Linked DNA regions of Sus scrofa: all the other regions are linked to region 2. Evidence: chromatin contacts called from public promoter capture Hi-C data. All regions are on one chromosome and are shown on one strand. Each heading gives the region's core, a stretch centred on a gene start, on an enhancer-like site or on the middle of the called end of the contact. The rest is flanking DNA. Distances are from core to core; before and after follow the strand shown. Region 1 holds the start of WNK1 (serine/threonine-protein kinase WNK1). Region 2 holds the start of FBXL14 (F-box/LRR-repeat protein 14). Region 3 overlaps LOC102167892 (a long non-coding RNA gene).

Region 1 (2,700 bases), core at 133-2,632, 680 kb after region 2:
ACTAACTTCAAGTTTCCTGCCAGACACTAAAACAATAACGAGTAAGCAAGACATTTGTACCAGGATGCCTTTCACCACTCCTTCCCTAGAAGCAAATCGCACTAGCTACAGCCACTAACTCCTATTCTATCCAAACACCTAGGTGCAAGCCCCAAATTCTGGTTTCTACCTCTTTTCAAAAGTTGGCCTCCCACCACACTCGACTTGGAGCGAACAGTTAGAGAAAGACATGCCAAGGGTGAACTCTAGAAACTGGTCGAACTGAGCCAAATCTGGGATCCAAACCACCGTAAAATAAAGAAGTAGCTCGTGTATACCTGCAGTTCACACCAAGCGACCTCCACCGTAGTTTCGGTGTCCAGACCTTTATAGACCGTCTTAAAGGAGCCCCTGCCAATTTCGATGTCAAACTTGAGAAAGCGGCCATCATTGGACATGCCCACTGCCTTGGTCTCCAGCTCTTCGATGTCATCCTGCTGCTGGCTCCGCTCCTCTTGCGGCTCCTTGGCGCTGCCGCCGCCGCTGCCGCTTCTCGCCGACGGGGGCTCCTCTTTGCTCCCCGCTTGGCTGGGCTGGGCAACCTGACGGTCTCGGCTGGCGCTGCCCGGGGCCGAGGCGGCGGCCGGGACTGCGGCGGCCGGCTCCCCTGGGGTGGCGGCGGCTGGCGGCTGCTGGGCCACATGGGCGACAGCGGGGGTCAGAGTCTCCTCGCGGTGGGGCTCCGGGGGGCTCCTCTGCTGGGCCACCGCGGCGGCGCCGGGCTGGGGCAGTGGGAGGGGGAGGCCGGGCAGCTCCAACGCCGTGGCGTTAGAGTCGCAGATGACGCTACGGCGGAAGAAGCGGTGCTCGGTGGTGGTGGTCGCGGCCGCCCCCCGGCTGTCCTTGTCCATGGTGTGGCGGCGACGCCGGTACTCCTCCGTCCTGCCGGCTCCGGCGTCCGCTGCCGCGGCGCCCAGCTTCTCCCCCACCGAGGAGTCCGAGCTAGAGCCATTCTTGGGGGCAGGCGCTGGCGGCGAAAGGAACAGGGAGCCCGGCGGGCTGCTCTGCTGATCGGCCCCGCCGCCAGACATGGTAGGAGTGGGAGCGAGGCAGGCGGCTCTAATTTGGATAGAAGCGGGCCGCTGTGGGCCGACGGCCCCTCACTCGGCACTGACTCGGCGGTCCGAGCGGGAGGCGGGGCAGCGGGCCGGGCTGCGGAGGCCGCTGCGGCTGTCGAAACGGGCTGCTCGGGGGCGGTGGCGGGGCGGAGGCACGGGGGCTGGCGCCTCACCGCCCGCACCCATCGTGCGGCAAGCGGCGGCCGAGCGGACGGGAGCGGCAGCTGCGCGCAGTCATGGGTGCAGCGCGGGAGCCCGCACCGAGTCCAGGCGGGGGCGGCACTGGCTCCCCGCCGCCGTGGCCCGGCCGGGCGGGTTGGGCCCTGAGGCCGGCAGCTGCGCGCGGACCCCCGAACGGCGGCCGCTCAGGCGCGGAGGCGGGGGAGGCCGCGCCGGGGCTCGCGGCCAGGCGGGCGGCCGCTCCTCCTCCCCGCCAAACTCCTGGACGGCCTCACAGGCCACCCATCGCCCGACGCGAGGGGCAGACGCGCGACGCGGAGGAGCAGAGGAGCTGCCCCCGGCCCCGGGCCTCGCCGCCCGCCGCGGGCCCGGCGGACCCCGTCCCCTCCGGGCCGGGGCCGGGGGCTAATAGAGGGAGGGCCGGTGGGGAAGGGCCCGAACCGCTGCTCCTCCGGGCCGAGGAGGGCAGGGAGGAGGAAGGGCAGTCACCCCGTCAGGAGCTTCTGTCACGGAGACGGTGCAGAGAGGCCGAAGGAGAAGAGCCGCGTCCGCCAGGGAAACTCCGCGCTAAATGGCGCCGGGAGTCTAAAACCTCCACACAGCCCGCTCCGGCCCCGCCCCCCAGCGCCCGGAGCGCCCCACCCCCACCCGCTGGCGGGGCTCTCGCGCAGGCGTGCTGTCCCGAGGCCCCTTGGGACTTGTAGTTGACGCGTTGAGGAATGAAAGGGACGGAGGAGGAAGGCGCCTACGACTCCCGTGTCGCCCTGCGGTTACTTAGCCTGATGCCCGACGGGAACTGTAGTTCCTTTTGAAACCGCCCCTTCTGGAAGGTGGGTGGGAGCGTCACCGTGGGTCGCTAAGCCCCATCCCTCAGTCGGCACCAGCTAGGGAAATCATGACTTAGGCATTAATTGTGGAATGAGAGAAGGGAGAAGAAAAGGAAAGGGAGGCAGGACGAGGGGAGAGGCTCCCATCATGCTCTGCTGAGGCGAGAGCGAGCTCTTGGTGTTGCCGTGGCTGGAATATGGGCTGCTTCTGTGTAATGAGGAGCCGCGGCGGTGCTGAGACCCGGGTGTGGTGGAGAGCAGGGGGAGCCGGACCCCCTCCCTGGGCCACAAACTTTGTGCATCACACTGATTGGGTGCGTGGCAAGGAAGGAGACAGGGAGAATGATTGTGCGCCTACCTCCCATAGCACTTAAGGCCGCATCCTCGGCTCCAGCCCAGGACACACACTCTGGCTCTCAGTGTTGGGCTGCCCCAGTGTAGTCAAACGTCAAAGCGAACTCTGCCAGAAAAAAAAAGACTGTACGTGGAAAGGGGGGAAGGTGAGGTGGTAATGGACTCAAAAGACAAGGTCTGCGGATCTTTGCGTCTTTTACCACAAGCTTGAAAGAGCTGAATTGACTTGGACGAAACTTAAA
Region 2 (2,700 bases), core at 158-2,657:
TGGTTTGGGGGCAGTTAAAATGAAACTCTGAAATCCTATCCTCTGAAAGGGCATTTAACATCCAGAAGCCACATTCTAGAATGGAGCATTCCGTAGTTCCACGGAACACAGTTTATAAACCAACAGATATTTGCTGAAGCACCTTAAGCCAAGTCCAATCGTCATTCTACTTTATCTAAAAGTAAATCTGTGTCGGCACACAAAACTATATGAACCATCAGTACAACCGGGCCATGCGTGGTCTAAGAGGCTGACAAGAAAGAAAGCGCTTAAGTGAGGCTGCTGGCTCCAGACGCGGGGCAGCCAACGGCTCACAGCCAAGTGCGGAGGCGGAGGAAGTTCTGAAGCCGAACGAGCCCAGGGCAGCGCACTGGCAGTGATGTCTGGAAACACCCGGAACATGCTAGAAGGAAGTGGTAATGGGTAAATCCAGATCGAGCACTGGGAGGGCCTGCGTTCGGCTAAGGGACGGGCGGATAGAGCTGAGTTTCTTTCCAGTTTAGGGCACAAGTCTGGGGAGAAAGGCACCGTGGGAAGCCGCCCACCAGAGAGGACCGGTGGGGCGGCCGCACTGACGCGCTGCGGGGTCTTAGGGACTGGAGGGAAGGAGGAGAGCGGGGCGGTCGCCGAGCAGTGGTCTGGGAGGAGGGTCTGCGGGAGGATAAAGGGAGCTGGCTGTCAGGGTGGAGGCGAACGGAGAGGCCTCGGGCCCGGCGGCGGCGCGCAACCCAGACGTGGGCCGGGCGAGGCCGGCGGCTCCGGGAGGCGGCGGCGGCGACGCGGCCCGACCCGGTTGGCGCCCCGACGGCGCGCACAGGGTTAACCCGCGGCGGGCCGGCGCTCGGTTTCCAGGGCAACGCCGGCAGTTCCGGCGCGCAGGCTCGTACCATCGCGCGCGCGCGGGGGAGCGCGGGGGGCGGGGGCGCGGAGGCGCGGAGAGCAGCGGGTCCGGCCCGGACGCCCCCGGCGCGGCCGCCGCTCGCCCCGGGTCGGCTCCGCGCGCGCGCTCCGTGCCGGCCGGCGCTGCCCCGTGCGCGGACGCGGGGGCTAAGCGCGCGCCGGCCCGAGGTCCCCCCGCCGGGGCGGCCGAGTGCGGGCGGCCCGCTGGCAGCTTTGAAAAGCGGGCGAGGACAAAGGCGGCCGCAGCCTCCCGGCGCCCAGCCCGAGCGCGCAGCCCGGCCGGCGCGGCGCCGGAGGATGCGGCCGGGGGCGCGGCGGCGGCGGCGGGGCGCGCGGGGCGGCGCGGGCCGGGCGCGGCGGGGCTGAGCCCAGCGAGGGCCGGGCCGCGGGGGCGCCCGCCCGGGATGTGAGCGCCTAGCGCGCCGGGCGGGGAGGGCGGGCAGGGCGGCAGGAAGGACGCGCGGACGGGAGGAGGAGCGGCGCCGAGCCGGAAGGCGGGAGGCGCGTCCGTTGGGCCCGCGGCGCGGCCGGCCAGCCGCCTCGTCGCTCGGGCTGGAGCGGGGCCCGCGCCTCCTCCCCGGCGCCGCGGGGAGGAAGATGGAGACGCACATCTCGTGCCTGTTCCCCGAGCTGCTGGCCATGATCTTCGGCTACCTGGACGTGCGCGACAAGGGGCGCGCGGCGCAGGTGTGCACGGCCTGGCGGGACGCCGCCTACCACAAGTCGGTGTGGCGGGGGGTGGAGGCCAAGCTGCACCTGCGCCGGGCCAACCCGTCGCTGTTCCCCAGCCTGCAGGCCCGGGGCATCCGCCGGGTGCAGATCCTGAGCCTGCGCCGCAGCCTCAGCTACGTGATCCAGGGCATGGCCAACATCGAGAGCCTCAACCTCAGCGGCTGCTACAACCTCACCGACAACGGGCTGGGCCACGCGTTCGTGCAGGAGATCGGCTCGCTGCGTGCTCTCAACCTGAGCCTCTGCAAGCAGATCACCGACAGCAGCCTGGGCCGCATAGCCCAGTACCTCAAGGGCCTGGAGGTGCTGGAGCTGGGTGGCTGCAGCAACATCACCAACACGGCCTCCTGCTCATCGCCTGGGGCCTGCAGCGCCTCAAGAGCCTTAATCTCCGCAGCTGCCGCCACCTCTCAGACGTGGGCATCGGGCACCTGGCCGGCATGACGCGCAGCGCGGCCGAGGGCTGCCTAGGCCTGGAGCAGCTCACGCTGCAGGACTGCCAGAAGCTCACGGACCTATCTCTGAAGCACATCTCCCGGGGGCTGACGGGCCTGCGGCTTCTCAACCTCAGCTTCTGCGGGGGCATCTCAGACGCGGGCCTCCTGCACCTGTCGCACATGGGCAGCCTGCGCAGCCTTAACCTGCGCTCCTGCGACAACATCAGTGACACGGGCATCATGCATCTGGCCATGGGCAGCCTGCGCCTCTCGGGGCTGGACGTCTCCTTTTGTGACAAGGTGGGGGACCAGAGTCTGGCTTACATAGCGCAGGGGCTGGACGGCCTCAAGTCCCTGTCTCTTTGCTCCTGCCACATCAGTGACGATGGCATCAACCGCATGGTGCGGCAGATGCACGGGCTGCGCACGCTCAACATCGGACAGTGCGTGCGCATCACGGACAAGGGCCTGGAGCTGATCGCGGAGCACCTGAGCCAGCTCACGGGCATAGACCTGTACGGCTGCACCCGCATCACCAAGCGCGGCCTGGAGCGCATCACGCAGCTGCCCTGCCTCAAGGTGCTCAACCTGGGACTCTGGCAGATGACGGATAGTGAGAAGGTCAGGTGAG
Region 3 (2,700 bases), core at 160-2,659, 810 kb after region 2:
TAAATGTTTAAGTGAAGACATGAATAAAGTCTAAGGTTAAATTGATCAGGCTTTGTAAAGGGACCATCCCTTAGTATTTGGTGACTCAGGGCAGTTAATCTCTTTGAGACTCAATATCTTCACCTGTAAAATGGGACAATTAATACCCACTTCATGGGGGTTGTGTGTGGCATACAGCAGTCTCAGTATTTAATTATTATTGTTTAAATCTTGGCTCAGTTTGTTGGCCTTTGAAGGCTGGTAGGCAGACAATGAGCAGAGATGGGTCAGGCAAGCTTGGGGAATGTCGCTGAGAACCCCAAAGCCTGGAACAAAGTTCCAGATGGATCTGGAGGCCCCAGAGCAACTGCAAGCTGTGGGAGGGTGGGGTGTGTGTGTGGGGGGACACCTCTTGTTCCAAGTCTCTGTAAGTTTCTAAGTGGCAGCTCTAAGATTAACTTTGGACCCTGACCCAGGTGGCTGACAAGGTGACCTCTTGCAGAAGACATAGAAAAGCTTTCTGACAAAAACCAAGCAGGCCGCAGGGGTTCTAATTACAGCCCCTGTGCCTTCCTGTCCCTCCGGCCTGCTCTGCCCCACGGGCCTTTTTTCAGAAAGAAAGCCTGTTACTTCCTGGACTCTCAAGGGAGCAGAAGGCCTCCTGGCGGGGGGCTGCCCCAGGGCCTGCTGCGATGTCTGGGGCCCCCTGGCGGACGAGAACGCGCCTTACACCTTCCCTGGGCAGCCTTCGCACGCGTGCACCTGGGGGAGGGCTGGCGCCTCGCGGCTCCGGGAGATTTCTGAGCAGGCGGACACCTCACCCACAGTGGATTAGTGACTGTTGACTTCCAAGGGCGAGACTCACTGCTCTTGGCACAGGGAAGGCCGCAGGCTGAGGGCCTGCCCCAAACACAGGCCTCAGGGGTCCCGCCTTTGCAGGCTTTGGCCTGAAGACCAGTGACAGCGTCCAGCCTGAGTCATTTGTTCCCTGAAGCAGGATACCAGGGTAGAAAGGCTCCCTAGGCCAGGGGCTTCTATTTTAAAGGCAAATATTCACTGTTCAAACAGCACACCCCTCATGCAGGAGTCCGGCTTGAAATCCCACCTTCAAGGATCCATTCTTTTGCCTTTTTCCAAAAAACTCTTTGAAGTAACACTTTCACATGAAAATGTCAATGCTGTCATCATTTATCATGCATTTCATGTGGGCAAATCACTGAACTGGGCACCGTGGTATGTGGAAGATGGATTCCCCACCACAAAGCAGGCAGCTGGAGGGGCAGCCTGGAGAGGTCTGAACACAGCCCAGGGTCCAGAGGAAGGGCAGGCCTGGGGGTTGGGGGCACTGGGAGGAAAGGCCATTCATCCTGGAGGGAGCAGGAGAGGTACGGAAGGGTGGGGTGTGTGCAGGGAACAGTGAGTCATGTGGTGTGGCCCAGTAAGGAGGCTGAACCCTCTGCCCCTCTCCGGAGGGAGGAGGAAGAGGACACCAGGCTGGAGAGGTAGGTGGAAGCCAGCTGGGGGCAGGGGGTGGGGCCGGGGGTGGGGGGTGGTTTCTGCACCGCAGATTCCTTTGGGGACCCAGTGTAGGTGGGCTTGCCTGAGAACTGAAAGATGCGCCTGGAGCAGCCTGAAGGGAGGTCCCCCAGGTGGGTGAGGAGAGAGGGCAGAGAAGCATTTCAGAGATCAGGGGGGCTGCTGAGAAGACAGCGGAGGCCCTTGAAGAAATTTGGGCTGGGGCGGGCTGAATCAGAACACTGCCCTGAGAATGCCTCTAGGCCCACAGGTGGGAGTGCAGTCTGAGCGGGAGAGATTTCTCCCTCATCTCACCCTTGTTCTAAGGCTTCACAGTTTGCAAAGCACGTTCACCCACATTCTCTCATTGATCTTTTTAACAGCACTCTTGCTGAACTGGGCATACTGTTCTCATTTCATACATGGAGAAGCTCAGGCCTGGATGAAATGAAGTTGTAAATTCTGCTTTATATTAACCATTGGTCTTCAGGGGTGCATATTTGTTTCTGTTTTAATTTTACGACAGTTCAAACATTTGAGGGGGTCAAAATTCAGAATGTCCAGATGAGAGTCTATCGACCCTCTTCTCCCAGCTGCCCGGGTCACCTCTTGCCAGCGTGAACTCTAGCCTTTCCACCAGAGTGAGGCAGGGCCTCAGGGACAGCCCCACTGCAGATTCAGGAAGGTCTGAGGCAAGGGTCGCCTCGGGAGATGTGTCAAACCTGCTCTTAGCAAAAGTACACATGGTCTTCTTTCAACTTAGGCCACAGAAATTTATCTTTAAATCCCAAACTCCTCGGAGGCAGGGAGTATCTCTTCAACTTCGAGGAAGTAACAGGTTAGGGGTTAAAATTATAGGCTCTGGCAGATATAGAACTGGGACCTTGAAGACGGCCGTGTGACCTTGAGCAAGTTACTTAGGCTCTTGAGCCTCCACAATAAGGATGTCCTCACCAGCTTCACAGGGCTGTGGGGGACCTGACTCATGTCCTGCATTTATCTGTGTGTCAGGCAAGATCTGTACTCTGCAACTGGGAACTGCCATCATTCCCAGTGCTCTGAGTCCTACTGTGTGCAACAGACCTGGGCACCCTTTCAAACTTAATCCTGACAGAGGACTGAGGATCTCAGGCACCTAATTAAAGGCAAATGGGCACTGCAGGCCATCAAATCCATATATTTGAATGAATCGCTCTTTCTGGGCTG

Evidence for each region. Promoter capture Hi-C pulls out the DNA fragments that hold promoters and counts their contacts.
Region 1: a contact with region 2 is called in a promoter capture Hi-C map of liver, with 5 times the contacts expected there. The contact joins the promoter of WNK1 here to the promoter of FBXL14 in region 2. A contact is called at or near these places in 1 of 5 promoter capture datasets (liver), 2 of 47 Hi-C or Micro-C datasets (embryonic fibroblasts and heart right ventricle) and 2 of 2 datasets of contacts at active chromatin or transcription factors (alveolar macrophages and skeletal muscle).
Region 3: a promoter capture Hi-C map of fetal skeletal muscle shows a contact between it and region 2, with 6 times the contacts expected there. The contact joins the enhancer-like site here to the promoter of FBXL14 in region 2. A contact is called at or near these places in 2 of 5 promoter capture datasets (fetal skeletal muscle and liver), 4 of 47 Hi-C or Micro-C datasets (embryonic fibroblasts, heart right ventricle, omental adipose tissue and 1 more) and 2 of 2 datasets of contacts at active chromatin or transcription factors (alveolar macrophages and skeletal muscle).

Annotation. Positions count from the first base shown.
Region 1 is chr5:67,999,474-68,002,173 of Sscrofa11.1, reverse strand. It overlaps WNK1 (serine/threonine-protein kinase WNK1), which reads right to left and starts at 1,382. Exons shown (of 29, transcript XM_013997884.2): 1 at 318-1,382. The coding sequence starts at 1,070.
Region 2 is chr5:68,676,926-68,679,625 of Sscrofa11.1, reverse strand. FBXL14 (F-box/LRR-repeat protein 14) reads left to right here and starts at 1,407. Exons shown (of 2, transcript XM_021092497.1): 1 at 1,407-1,969; 2 at 1,972-2,700. The coding sequence starts at 1,498. The coding sequence ends at 2,699. The region is part of intron 1 of WNT5B (protein Wnt-5b); the gene reads right to left.
Region 3 is chr5:67,867,845-67,870,544 of Sscrofa11.1, reverse strand. The region is part of intron 2 of LOC102167892 (a long non-coding RNA gene); the gene reads right to left. Among named protein-coding and RNA genes, the nearest start is that of B4GALNT3, 97 kb to the right of the region's middle. Within about 2 kb of position 1,409, at least 35 of the 83 cell types and tissues checked have an H3K27ac peak or open chromatin away from gene starts, as enhancers often do. A contact at or near this core is called in alveolar macrophages, fetal skeletal muscle, liver and 1 more, where this site is marked.